2 separate regions of the Mus musculus genome follow, and region 1 is linked to region 2. Evidence: chromatin contacts called from public promoter capture Hi-C data. All regions are on one chromosome and are shown on one strand. The core of a region is the stretch at or near the end of the contact, and the rest is flanking DNA. Distances in the headings are between cores, read along the strand shown. Region 1 has its middle 53 kb from the start of Gm41951. Region 2 holds the start of Thsd7b (thrombospondin, type I, domain containing 7B).

Region 1 (7,085 bases), core at 112-2,611, 970 kb after region 2:
ATGCAGGATAGGGTGTAGTCTCTGGAATAGCTCAGGGGCCTCTCAGCAGGAAGAACAGCAGCAGTGGCTGAACAATAGAGTGATCTAGGGAGGAAGGCTCCACCCTAGGTAATCTACTTAGTGGCAGCAAGGTCAAGGTCTGACTTAGCCTGCTTCAGGCTGGGGGAGGTTACAATGTCCCCCCTGTTATTAATATTAAAAAAAAAAGCTGGACTGAGGCATGAAATTTATTTATGCTTTATAGTCCTGCCTGGGAGTTATGGTGGCTGGTGGCTGTGCCTGTCTTAGTTTCCTGCCTGTTCGGGAAATCTTAGATCTTCCCGAACCATCCAATTCTGTCTTGGAGGCTACGTGCAGCTTGTTGGTGTTATATTTCACACAAAACATGGCTCTGTGGGGTGTTATCAACAGCCACGGCCTTTTGGCGTATACCTCTGTCTTAGATTGGTATGGTTCTGAGATCTGGGTGCCTGTCTTTGACTGTCCGGCCCTCATTAGCATACCTTATTCCCAATTCAGACCAAAGCCACAATACGTACTTTGAATTCTTCCTCATGAAGATTAATAACTGCCACCTGCGCTGATGGGGGCTGCACACCTGCTACAGTCAGGCTGAAGGGCATGACTGACCTGCTTGAAAAACAAAGTCGAGACAGTGAAAAGCAACAGTACAAAAGCTTCTTTGGGGAAGTTCAGGTACTCCATTCAATTGCAAATTAACAACAATCAAGCTTAGACTTAGAGCTCCGGATGTGGGGTAGGTGGCTTTGAGAATTGCAGAAAGGCTGCAGCTTCTCTGGGAGTGGAGGCTGTGCTCCAAATTAAGTTTTCTAGGTAATTAAGATTTTAGCTATCTTCCCTAGGAATCTCTAATACTGGAATTATTACTAGACCAGTCCAAGACTGAGTAAGAATAACTGGTCATGAAAGACCCACAACGTGAGGACTCCCCCACGTTCTGACTCAGGAGAGGTGACACCCCAAAATCACCCACAAGAAACGGTCTTGTTGCAAACTGCAAGAGGATTTTTATTCAAGAGCGCTCTCGGGCCCACGGTCATACACCACGCAGGGGTAGAGGACTGTGGCGCCCCGAGTAGCTGGGTAAGGGGGTATTTAAAGGAAGAAACCACAACTCAAGGAAGTGGGGAGGGTGTTGTTGGAAGATACCAAAGATACCAGTTAAGAGTCACAAGGAAGTGCAAAGTTACAAGAGTCATGAGGAATACCTGGTAATTGTGAGGGTTATTTCTCAAAACAGTTTCTAAGAGCCCCTAACAAAAGCACATTTGCATAGCGGGTTCTGGCAATGCTCAGGGTGACATTCTTTGAATGAGCACTCTTTGAACCCAGGAAGCCGGTGGGTAGAGGAATGTCGCTATCTGTTTTATGATTAGCATACCTTTGCAAAGGCCACATTCCCAAGCCTGGGCCTAAAGGCCTAGAATTCTGTTTGTACTTTGTTATACTTTCAGTCACAATGAGGGAAGGAGAAGAATCACTATAAGTCTTTCTTGTGACTAATCTTTCTAAGTGAGATTACACGGTCTCTAGCGTTCTATGTCTCATAAGGTTTAAAAAGCTTGAAGCAAGGTAGCTTAGCTTGTCCAAATTGGGAAAATGGCAAGCAAAGGTGAGTCAAAAACATATACCCAATTTAGCTTTCTTGTCACTACAGTTAGGGCACTCAGCGAACTCACCTGTCAGCTTGTCACACGAATTAGCAGTCATGCTTCTGCAGCGTTCTGTGAAGAGAACCTATGCTTTTCCCTTTCCCAATAAGGTATCTGTTCAGGATCAAGCCATATGCCAATAAGTATATCCTTTTTATCTCACCTAGACATGATTATGTCTGGTTTTAAGATACTATGAGGCATTTATTAAGTTCTTTGACATCAAATTTCAAAATTCTTAAAATCAAAGTATGATTTAAATCATGTGCATGGGGATATATTAAATAATGTGCACGGAGATATAATTTCCCCCTTTCTTTGTTTTTTAAGAAGAAGAGTTTTTAAAGTTCCACAATACCCTGTTTTTGAAAATTATTAAATTGTTGACAAAACATCTCAAATACTTGACTGTTATAATCAGTTTTAATATAACAAGGGCAGTGACTAATTACACTTTCAATTGTTTCTCTTGAAGAGCAGGTATAACTAGAAAGCTTGAAAAGTTATTAATAGTCACATGTGCATAATTTATTTATTTATTAATCAGAAATAAGAGCATTCATTTGCAGCAATTGATTAAATATAGGTCCTCAAGAATTAACACCATTATGTGGAAACAGATAGGAACTGAGGACACCAAGAGCAAATTTTTTACAATTTGACATGCACATTCTTCAAAAAATACCAAAATATTATCTTAAACCATTACTGTTTTTAATCTATAAAGAACGAGATTATATAGCCAATTTTTAAAAGTGCGATGAGCACGTTCAACTATTCCTTGTCCCATGGGGTTATAAGGAATTCCAGTTTTATGTTTGATACCAAATTCTTTACAAAATGAAGTAAAATTTTTGCTAGAATAGGATGGCCCATTATCTGTTTTAATAAGTTTAGGCAATCCCATGGCATTAAAGGCTTGTAGGCAATGATCAATTACATTTTCAGAGGCCTCTCCTATATGCAGAGAAGCAAAAAGAAATCCTGAACAAGTGTCAATACAAACATGTATATATTTTAATTTTCCAAATTCTGCATAATGAGTTACATCCATTTGCCAAATATGATTAGGCATAAGACCTAGTGGATTAACTCTTAAATGTAGCACTGGAAATAATGTAATACTTTTAGGACATTGTTTTACAATCATTCTTGCCTGCTCCTTAGTGATCTTATGTCGGAACCTTAAGGTATGGCTAGAGAGATGAAATTTTTCATGATCATGCTTGGCCAAAGCAACAGGATCTGAAATTAAGGCTTCTCCTATTAGAGCTCTGTAGATGCTATCATTGCCTTCAGCTAAAGGTCCAGGAAGACCAGAATGAGATCGTATGTGGCCAATATAGAACAGGTGTTTTGGGGCAAGAATGATGTTTTGCAATTGTAAAAACAAGGATCTAGCTGGCATATTAAAGTTAAACATACCACAAGTCTCCAATAAGGGTACCGATTGTGCAACATATAAACTATCAGTAAAAATGTTAAAAGCATCATTCACAGACTGAAAGACATTCAATACTGCTGTTAATTCTGCTAATTGAGCTGAGAGGCCAGAGTCTTTATGATTACCTGTTGATTATTTATAAGATATCCAGCTCGCCCTTTAGAGGAGCTATCAGTAAACACCAAAACAGCATTGTGTAAGGGTTCTAAAGAGGTCATACTAGGAAATATTACCTCATATACATTTGAAAATTTTTATCAACCTATCTTGAGGGTAGTGGCTGTCTATAGTTCCTTTAAACCCTATTTGAGCAAACAACCAATCTGTACTGTGCTGTTTCAGTCAAGTGTCTTGACCTATACTGTAAGTCTGAACAATAATATTTGGCTCTTTGCCAAAATAAGTTAGTGCCTGCTTCCTTCCAATGATAATCATCTGAGCTACTGCTTCATAATATGGCAAGATATTACGTTTAGGAGAAATCCTCGAATGTATCCACATTAGAAGAGACTTTTGCCATAACAATCCTGTAGGCATATGAATTATATTAAAAATTAACAGATGTAAAGGCAAAGAGTAATCTATATAAGTGACAAATTGTTCTTCAATAGCTTTTTCCACTTGTTGTAAGGCCAGCAATCCTTCTGAGGCTAAAGATCTAGGGCGGGTAGGATCAGAACTCCCTTTAAGAATATCAAATAAAGGTTTCAACTCCCCTGTAGTAAGCTTTAAATAGGAGCAAAGCCAATTAATATTACCTAACAATTTTTGAAAATCATTCAAAGTCCTTAAGTTGTCTCTGTGAATAACTATCTTCTGGGGAAAAACAGCTTGATTAGAAAGTCTAGAACCCAAATAACTATGAGGATCCTGAGTTTTTATCTTTTCAGGAGCTATCAGTAATCCTTTATCAGCTAAAGCTTTTTGTAAATCTCTATAACACAAAAGCAAATCCTGGGGGTCTTTTCCAGGCAACCCAGGACAAATTCTTAAATATCCAAAAACAGTCTTCTTAAAGGAACAGCATTTTTTCTTATGAGTTGCATAAGCAATTGCAAACTTGAGAATGAATAGCATCTGAGGGATGAACAATTTTAAGCAATTGTAAGCTCTGAGATATACATATTAATAAAGATACAAATTAAAGCTTGATTATTCAACATTTTAAAACACCATCTACAGCACACAATTTAATAATCTGTGTTGAAGCAGGGAGAAACTCAAAAGTATAAGCGTGTGATCCAATTCACATAGACTTTTCTCCCATAAGAGGGCTGTTTTTAAACACAGTAATTGGGATGCATGCATGCATGAATTTATAAAAGATACAGAAGCGTGCATAAGAACAATTTTTTAACTTATCTTTGGGGTAATGATTGTCAATTTTATTTAAAATGATGGTATGCAATAGATTAAATATCAATATTCTATAATAACCAATTTAATTGCTGTTTTAAACAAGGAACAGACACTTTGTCAGGTTCTTAAGACACAATTTTTGTTATAGGTTTTCTAAAATATACAAATTTATCTTACAATTCTTTATTAGCACCACTGCAGCCTTAATAGGGTGTTAAAACTGTATTTTGAGGTGAACGCCACCTCGGCCTCACCCGCACCCACCTCTGGCCCTCCTCCCAGGCCGAAAGGCTGAAGTGGCCCAATCTGTTGTAGGCCAGGAAGCCCAAGCAAGGGCGGCAGAAGAAAAATGCATACACCCCCTCCCCCAGCGGGGACAGGCAGATGCTAATGGGGGCAAGTTCTCTACAAAGGCGCCCGCTTTTTGGCAGCCTCCCACACCACCACCGCTCAGGGAAAACTGCATACCCCACAGCCCTGTCCCGCAGCAGCCAGCAGCTGGCCTGCTCCACGTGGGCCAACGGTCAGTCAGGAGGAGAAGAAAGATGATTTTACAATAATGTTTTCTCTTGCCAAAGAATTGCTGTGGGCACATTTAACAACCAATAACTAAAATAGGCAGCTAATATTTAATTACCATTGATTATAATTGATAACAATTATAAAAGCTTTATTTTCTGCAAAGCCTTTTGTTCTTTGCCAGTTAATTTGTGTCTCACTTAATAGCACCTAACAAAAGCTTAATTTCTCCTGTGGTGAGTTTAAGGTGAGGTCTTAGCCAATTAACATCTCCTGGAAGCTTTTGAAAATAAAATTTTGAAGCAAATCAATTTTTTGTTCTTAGATTTTCTGTACCACAATTTTATAGTATAACTAAAACCCTAAGTATTCAAAAGATATTGCCTCTGAATCTTCTAAAGCAACAGCTACTCCATAGAACTAAAAAGCTCATTGTGTGAGAGCAAAGATTTAAAGTAAACTTCCCTTAAGAGGCATTAGCTAATAAAATACTTTCCTCTTAGGAAGCAATATACACTGAAAGATTCAAACTCTTATCTTCTTGTATTGAAGCAGAGACACTAAGAATTTTTCTTACATGAGGTAAAGCTATATTAGCTGTACCCAGCGGCAAAATTTTCCAGTGATTACAAGCTCACTAGAAGCAAACTCTTTACAATTTTCCGGATGCAAAGGAAAAAACAAACTCTTAAATCTATAACTTTACATGAAGTAGGCAAGTCAAATCGCAATATCCTCATAAATTCTACAGCCTGATTGACCTTTTATAAACTTTATTTAGAACAACATCTGGATAATTCTGCAACAGTGCTCTTTTAGCTAAAAGGAATTTTCCCTAAAGGCAAAGAGAGGCAAGTTTCGAGAGCTTCCTTAGGCACCATTTGCAAGACAAAAGAAAGTCACACAAGCCCTGCAGAGGCTGCTCTGAGCTTAGTTTCTCTTACTGTGAGGAGAGATTTTAGAATTTTTAAGTTTCTTTTGCAATATTAGACTATAACTTCAACTTCGGGAAAGCAAAATCCAATTTCAAAGCAATATATCATCTTAGAATCAACATTAAAACTTCACTATCATGTTATGAAATTTGGCTGCCAATTTATACCTATGAATGCATGACAGTGCAAGTCTTAATGCTTCATTGAAGAGACATTGCTTTAAATCTTATCTTTAATTCTACTTTCTAGGATAAGAATCACGTTAAATATTATCTCAACTAGAAGTATCCTTAGAGGCCCAGCCTCTTAGCCTGCCTTATGCCACGTGTTGGAAAGACTCCAAACCTGAGTTACTAATTTAAAGCTAACTTTCTAGTAACCAATGTTACACCTATTTGATCATATCCAATAACTTATAAGCTAATACTTTACGATGAAGACACACAGAGCATATTACACGTCTAAGACTAGTAAAAAAACAAATGAAGTGGCTACATGAGTCTAATAAATTTAGACCAATCAAAGAATTTCAATTTTTCTAGCTATAATTATAAGATATAAAAGGCACTTGTCATTTGCCAAACACAATAATCACAATTGCAGAGAACCCTCCAGGAAAAAAAACATCTATCGGTTTTTTTGCCCCAAAATTAAGAGGCTGGAGACTCCCTTTCTTTGAGAGCAGCTTTTCCAGCAGTGGCTCCCCTGCTGTGCCTGATCCTGGCTAAAGTGTGCGGCCACTCTTGGCTTTGCTGAACCAGCAGATAAAGGTTTAGCCCTCTTTTATTTTCCAACATGAAACACAGAACATTCAGTCATTCAGACAACTAGACACGAACACACATGGATTGACACGTGAACAGACCGGTGCACCAGACATTAGACTACACATTAGACAACACAAAGAAGGCAGAGAACTTCTGCTGTAGGGGCCAGAAAGAAAAAGGCAAGGTGTCCCACGAATTTTTCTCTGCCTCCGGGAGAGCTTCAAAATCCATTTTCCTCTATATTATTTTATTATTTCAAACCCTGTTTCTGCCGCCTGATGCAGCTCCTGACTGCGGAAATCCACCTGATTATTTAATTTAAACCCTTTTTTCTCTTGCCTAAAGCAGTTTTTGAAAACTGCAGACAATCAACTGATCATTTCCTAGT
Region 2 (7,177 bases), core at 1,290-3,789:
TTTTTTTTTTTTTTTTTTTTTTTTTTGCCAGTGCTTTTCTAAGGACCAACACTCATGATGTTAGGAAGAAGTCGGTATTTTAGCAAATTCCATTTGAACATAAGCCAGAGGTTTGAGGCTAGCAGCAGAAAGACGAGGTTAGAATGAATTTTTGGTTTGCATTTTCCTTCTGGTAGATTTATGCATTATTATACAATAATGTAAGGTAAAAGTCTGTCATCTTACCCTGTGACTTTCCTGAAATACTATGGTCAGCACAATGCCTTAAAGGGGAGTCACTGTCTTCCAGCTAACCTGAGAGAGACGTAGTGATGCTTAATACTTATGGCTCTTTGTATTTAGAACTCATTTGGACTTCATTCTTCTGAATTGTTCTTTTCTTTTAAGGAACCCAAATGTAGGAGCTAGGAATATGGTCCAGGCAAAAAAGTGCTTGCATCATAAGCATAAGGTTGAGATTGGCAGAGGAACCCAATGTTGACCTCTGATGCTCATACACATACATGTATATGAACACCTATATGCACACACACACACACACACACACACACACACACACACACACACACACACACACACACAAATATGCCACCATAAAGAAAGAAACCCAATGCACAGTACATAACTGGGGTATGAGTATTATCTATACTTATAGTTCTGAACACCAGGAGACCCAGAATGACAGAGGGGGGAAAGCTGCATTTTAAAAGAAATCCAAATATTCTCATGAGCATCATAAATGATTGCTGAGGTACTGTATGGGATTAGTGAGGATGCGCTTCTTATTAAATTGAGAATGCAGATTCGAATCACCAACCTTAAGAAAAATATATGCCTCTGGAGGGGTGTGGGAGGTAAGTACCAAGGTATCTGTGAGCAACATATTCTGAAGTCACCTTTGATGGCCCGCTGAAGAAAGGTTGCAAAGCCAAGCTTTGTAATCAGAGTGTGTGAGCCTGGGATGGGTTCTGGAGACGCAGCATCTATTCTGGGAAGCTTGAAACCTGGGAAGTCCTGGTGGAGCACTTCAGGAAAGCAGAAATGTTCTTTTCTCTGGCTGCTGTTTCTCAAGTTACTTAAATGAAACCCATTGCCTATTGATCTATATATCTGTATCTATATCTATATCTATATCTATATCTATATCTATATCTATATCTATCACAATAAAATATAATGGACCCTTTTCTACTTGGGGTAACAGATCATGTGGTCTTGAATTTTGGGAGATACTGTGAGATCTGGATGACAGCTGATGCATTTTTAAGACAATGATCTAAAGAGAGGCATAACCCTGAATGTGAGCACAGAACTCCCTAGGACAATAGTGATTACTGGGTTCAAGGGCTAATGCTTCCCACTCTCAGAACCTGTCCCACAGCAAGCTCCCCACCAAAATATTCACCTTTCCACTTACAGTGGCATTTATATCCTTTTGATTTGTTTGTCCCTCTGTGGCAGATCCTAGCTACTCTGCTGTTTAATTTGTGCTATGACATCAAGCTTTAATTTTATCGTTATTATTTTTGCTTCTTTTAGACACCCATGGTGTGCCAGGCGCCGAATAAAATAAGGATACATTCCTTGCTGTCTCTGTGCTCCCACTTTTAAAGAACCAAGACAAGCAAAATTCCCAGTAACTGGCAATAGATAGTCATTACTCCCCTTACCTCCCTTCCTTCCTTTTGAAGCAACCTCATCTCTCTGAACAAGCTTAAGAAGTTCTCTGGATCAAAGCTGTCAGAAACCAGGAGGGTTTGGAACAAGTGTCAGAGTAGGCAAAGGACCTCCAGAACTCCAGCTCCTTCCTCGCCTGCCTGAGAGAGATCTGGCCTGCATCTCTGCCTACCTTACCTGGGTGGGCTAGGACTCTCAGGCTACTAGCTGCCTCTGACATCCCTACCTAGGAGGCAAACTTCCCACACCTCACTAGCTCTAGGACCAAGGATGCTTTAAACCAAAGGATCCAAAGGATTCTGGCTTTTCCCAGGTATCTGATTGACTTGCAGTGACAGACTCTGGGCGTCTCATAACAGGGCTATGCCTACATTAGTACCCCGGTGGTTCTCTGGAGGCACCCCTAGTGTGCCTCTCCTACACACACCATTGGGATCTTTATCCTTTTCAGTTATCATCAGGAGGAACTCTGAGGCTTGGGGAAGCTTGAGGAATGGCTCAGTAAGTGCCTGCAGGCAAGTGTGCCAAGATCAACCCCACCCCAGCTTCCCTGGGACTTCCCCTTGTGCCTACCCCAGGCTCAGAGTGGTTAGGCACCAGGTGCTCAGCCCAGCTGGGGAGTCTCCCTCACTTAGCCAGCACCTGCACTCCTGCATTAGAGTTGGGAAAACAGTCGGCTTTGAGGGGTGCAGAGGAGCCAAGGGGGTTGAGGCCAGTTGCACCTCAGGCTGCTCACCCAGGGGAGCTGGTTTGGCGAGTCCTGGGGTCTGAAGGGTGCACTAACCCAGAGAAGGGGAGGAGGGCCAGGAGGAGAGATGAGGGAGGAGGGGAAGGCATGAGGGAGGGGCACCGGAGCAGCTGCTGTGGGAGGCTAGGCGCAAGGTGGCTCCCCGCGGCCCGGCGCCCCGCGGCTCCCGGGGACGCACCAGGCAGCCAATGGATGCGCAGAGGTGTACAGCAGATGGCGTCCGACTGCGCCGTTTCTTCCTCCTCCTCCTCGTCCTCCTCTTCCTCCTGCTTCAGTGCTGAGCAGCCAGAGTCGCAGCCGGGTTGCCAGACGCTGGAATGGGTGGTCTCCCGACACATACCACCATCTTCACTGGGAAAGCTCGGGGCTCGTCGGCTCCCAGAAGCTGCAGCTGCGGCTCGGGCGAGGCTGGTGAGTGCGGTCGCGCTGTGCCCCAGCTGGCATGGACTGATGCCGCGGGTCCCCTTGGCTGGCCGGATGGAGAGAGAGCTGCCCCGAATGGGGGCGCCTCCCGCACAGACTTTCATAGCCAGGCACCTTCCCTCGTCCCTTCTTCCAGCTAGTCGCGGAACTTGGAACCGGAGCCTTTGGCTCTGGGCTGCGGGAATGATTGGCTGCTGGGGTGTAGAATGCTTGGATCCTCTAATCCGGAGGGCAGGCAGGGACACCCCGCGACTTGGGCATAGGTCTCAGGCAATTGGACTGAACACACATGGGGTGGGTTCTAGCTTGCTTTGTGGGGAACCTATGAAAGGAACCGGTGGGTCCCCATCCTGTACGTGGAACCTTAAAGCTTTCAGATCCCAGCACCGGGAGTTCTGTAGGTTTTTCAAACTGGTCGAGTGAAGGGTCCCCTTTGGGTAGCCCGGAAGGTGAAATCCACGCATGGGTGCTCAGGGACCCGAGAGGATACCGGAGCAAGCCAAGAAGTTTTGCGGAGTCCTCCGATTTCTCCCTGAAGTGACAGGAGGCCACAGCAACAGTTTACATGCCCATGGTTCTCAAGGGGGCAAGGGGTGTCCTGGGGGACAGGGGAGCCCACAGGTTGGACATGATACCACATTGCTTTTTTGAGAGAAAAAAATGGGTCCAGCATGTGAGAGTGGGAAGCAAGGAGAAGGAGCATGCTTTCTCCTACCGCTCCCACTTTGCATCTTGCATGTTCTATACACTATTAAAGTTATTTGAAAAGGGAAATGAAACCTCAGCTCTAGGCGTCCTAGTACATTGAGTCTTGAAGTTGGAAAGCTTGGAGTGTGCCTCTCTCTCTCTCTCTCTCTCTCTCTCTCTCTCTCTCTCTCTCTCTCTCTGTGTGTGTGTGTGTGTGTGTGTGTGTGTGTGTGTAGTTGAGGATGAGGGCAATAAGCATTCCCTGGCTGTATTTCTTACACACACACACACACACACACACACACACACACACACACACACACTTGTAGAGGAAGGAATGGTATTTAATGGTACTTTTTTCTTTTGAAAATTCTTAAAGAATGAGCATCCTTTAAGAGCTCCTGCGATTCGATTCTGCCCAGTGAGTGGAGTCCAATGATATCAGAAGACTTTGGTTCACTCTGTAGAAAGCGCCAGGGAGCCTGGTGCTCCTTTTAATGTTGGGGTGATCTGTTGGCAATGGGCTACTGCCCTCCTTCAAGTATTCTTGTATGTGGTGATCAGGTGGAAAGCACCTGCCTGATGTTTTCTCAACACATCTGTGAGGTTTATTAGCAGATGGGTAATCCGTGCAGGCAGGGGTCATGCCAACCAACCTGTGGGGTGTGTGTGTGTGTGTGTGTGTGTGTGTGTGTGTGCCTGTGGATTGTGTTTCTGGAGTTTCCTTTTTCCAGGCTATCTTTGGATGTCAGAGAGATCTTATTCCCTCTGGCATTTCAGAAGACAATCTGGGGTTGTTGGGTAACTGGGAGGAGCTGATCTACAGGGAAACCCCCTCCTTCTAATTCAGTTAAGGCTTCCCAAGAGCCACTTAAGGATACCACTAACCAAATCACGAAGTCCTGTTCAGTGGTGAGTGTGCGCTTTCGACTTTGTGGGTTGAGGGTTATATAGAAAGTTTCAATCTTGAGGCTTTCCTTTGATGCTCTCCTGTTTTTAAACCTCAGTGCCATTTCTAACTAGGTCTTTGAAAACTTAACCTGGCAAGTTCCGTTGTCTTAGGGGCACAGGATCAGCAGGAGGGAGTGGAATCCTCCAGCTTGGCTTCTACTTTCCCTGGTTATTGTGTACTTGCTAGAAGCCAAGGATTGGAAACTCCTGTTCATGCAAATTTAAGTGAAAAAGGATGGAAAAGATGATTTTTCTGGACTATGGCAACTTATCCATATGCGTCTTAAGAATTGTGAGAGTCATGTTGCTTTAGAGGACGTGGAGAAGTCTTACCTGTTCTCATAGACAGGAACCAGAAGCTCTGTGTACCTGAAGACCTTTCAGGGTTCTGAAGATGCCCCAAGGGCTTGGAGACATCCTGGAGAGTGCTGTCTATGGACATGGACCACTTAGGTCTATTGTGGGGTTTAAAATACAATGGCTTCACTCAATATTTTCCTCAGTATTTAAATTGATATTTCAAAAATGTTCTTTGCAGTATTTCTTCATCCTTCTTCATTTATTTTTCATCCAAGTTGTTGCTTGTTAGAAACTTGAAAGGCTAGACACATAGGAAACAATCATAAAGAGCATGCAAACACAGACTGCTGATTTGGAGATTGGCATTGGTTAAGTTGGTGACTGAATGTACTATTCTGCGCTCTACTGAGCTTGCCTTTCAAGGGGAAGAGAAGGGGTGGAAGGGAAATGATACTTAGGATGTTCTTCTTTACAAAGACCATTGAGAACTTTGTCTACTTGCTGTGAGTCTTATTTCTGAAGGAATATTTTTTTTATTGTATCTGTAAAAATGAAGTTTGTCTTTAAGTCACTGACTAAACAGACAGAATGAAAAGCGAGGATGGAAGTTAATGGGAGAGGAGTGTCTGAACCATTTTCAGTCTGCCAACCCCTTTTAATTGTACTTCAGAAGTTGCAGCTAGAGTAATCCAATTCTTTTATAGATAAAAAGCCATCTTGCCCAAACTGCAATCTTGATGTTCTGTACACCTTTGTCAAGATCAGGCTTTAACGTAATAACTTTGATTGAAAGGCTTGAATAGAATGATGCAGAAAGGCTGACTGGTCCTATTCAGTGAACAGTCAAAATGACAAATGATACGATACATTAAGTGAATGATTAAGATAAACAGATTAAAGAATTCTAAGTAGTGTCAACTATACCAGTTGTTGGGGGGGAAATGAACAACACCATAAGCAGCTAGGCTTCAGAGGCACAGAGGTTTGTGCCTTGAACAACAAAAGGGCAGCTCACTACCCTCAACTGCTCAAAGGAGCCTCATAAACTTCTAGAGTTCTGAGTCTGAGTTTAAACTTACATTCTTTATGTTTTCACAAGGAGATATTTCCCAGTATACGACTTTAAAAGACACTCAGCCATAATCGTTTTAGTACCAGGCAGCTTCGTAGCTATAGCATGAGTCCTTAATTTAGAGTTGTTAGCAGGATTAATATCTAAGTGATAATTAACACATCAAACCTGTGAAAGTGGGAAGACTTTTAGGTCTGATTTAATTCTCCAAGTTTACTATTGTGAGTCTGATTGGAATCTGTGGGTGAGCACATCTCAAATCACTGGCACCTTGCTCCAAGTTAAATGGTTTTATCCTCAGGTTTTCTCCTTTAAAATTTCTCCATTGATTGAGATTATGTTACTGATTTTTTCCCCCATAGAAAACAGCCATGGCTAATGATATGGCTAGTTGCTTGCAATAATCCACTGATGATTTCTTTCTATTCTAATTTCTATTCTTCGACAATCTCACATACATATACAGAGTTTTCATTACAGTTCTGCTTGCTGAGCCTTCTCTCTTTCCTACTAAAATCTTCCTTCATTCCAGAAAAGTCACTCCACTTAGTCTCTTTGCTTTGGATCCACTGTGTTTAATTGGGGTTACATTGCTGAGCTAGAGTCCAGAGTTATTTACTGGAATTTGCAGAGTTTATCAATGGCTGTACCACTAAAGACAGGGACACTTGACTCTCTCAACACGCATTAATTGTCCAGAGACTTCCAGTGACAAGTTGGACATTATGAGCCCTCTCCTAGCTGTGATGGGTTAGTGATGGGTTCAGTCTTAGGTGTGTGTTGTGTTGGTAATCACAGTCACCGTGCGTTCCTGAGGGCAATGGCCATATCCTGTCTTGGAGATATTTTCACAGTGCTCCCAGCCTGTCACTTTTACAATCTTTGAACCTCCTCCTCTTCTGTGATGCTCCTTGAGCCTTGGAAGGGTGATGCAAATGTCCTGTTTCTAGCTGGTGGTTTAAGATGAGCACCCCATAGCTACTAGATCAAGTATTGTATCAGAAGAGAAGAGGGAAGCAGACGGTTAGTGAAATTCAGTTCCTTCTGCTCCTTTGGTGAATTTTTAGAACACTAGAGGTGCTGTGGAATAGATTTCACTGTGGGTAAAAAGCTTGTGGTCACTGCAAAAGGTGGAGAGCTAAACTCTCAGCTTGTCCAGTAAACAGTCAAGTCACCTGGTTGGGGCTATGTAAGAACTAATGTGTTATGGGACTGTGCTACAGAGCTGGAAAAAACAGAGTACATTTCAGGGCATCTCAGAGAACATATTGGTTTCTGGTTATTTCATATCTGTGATTGAATAATTCTAAAACAACTCT

What was found. Promoter capture Hi-C pulls out the DNA fragments that hold promoters and counts their contacts.
Region 1: a promoter capture Hi-C map of embryonic stem cells shows a contact between it and region 2, with 3 times the contacts expected there. The contact joins the enhancer-like site here to the promoter of Thsd7b in region 2. A contact is called at or near these places in 4 of 39 promoter capture datasets (embryonic stem cells, liver and maxillary cranial neural crest) and 1 of 9 other capture datasets (embryonic stem cells).

The regions. Positions count from the first base shown.
Region 1 is chr1:130,245,775-130,252,859 of GRCm38.p6, forward strand. No RefSeq gene overlaps it. Among named protein-coding and RNA genes, the nearest start is that of Gm41951, 53 kb to the right of the region's middle. Within about 2 kb of position 1,362, at least 7 of the 459 cell types and tissues checked have an H3K27ac peak or open chromatin away from gene starts, as enhancers often do. A contact at or near this core is called in embryonic stem cells, where this site is marked.
Region 2 is chr1:129,270,765-129,277,941 of GRCm38.p6, forward strand. It overlaps Thsd7b (thrombospondin, type I, domain containing 7B), which reads left to right and starts at 2,540. Exons shown (of 28, transcript NM_172485.3): 1 at 2,540-2,836.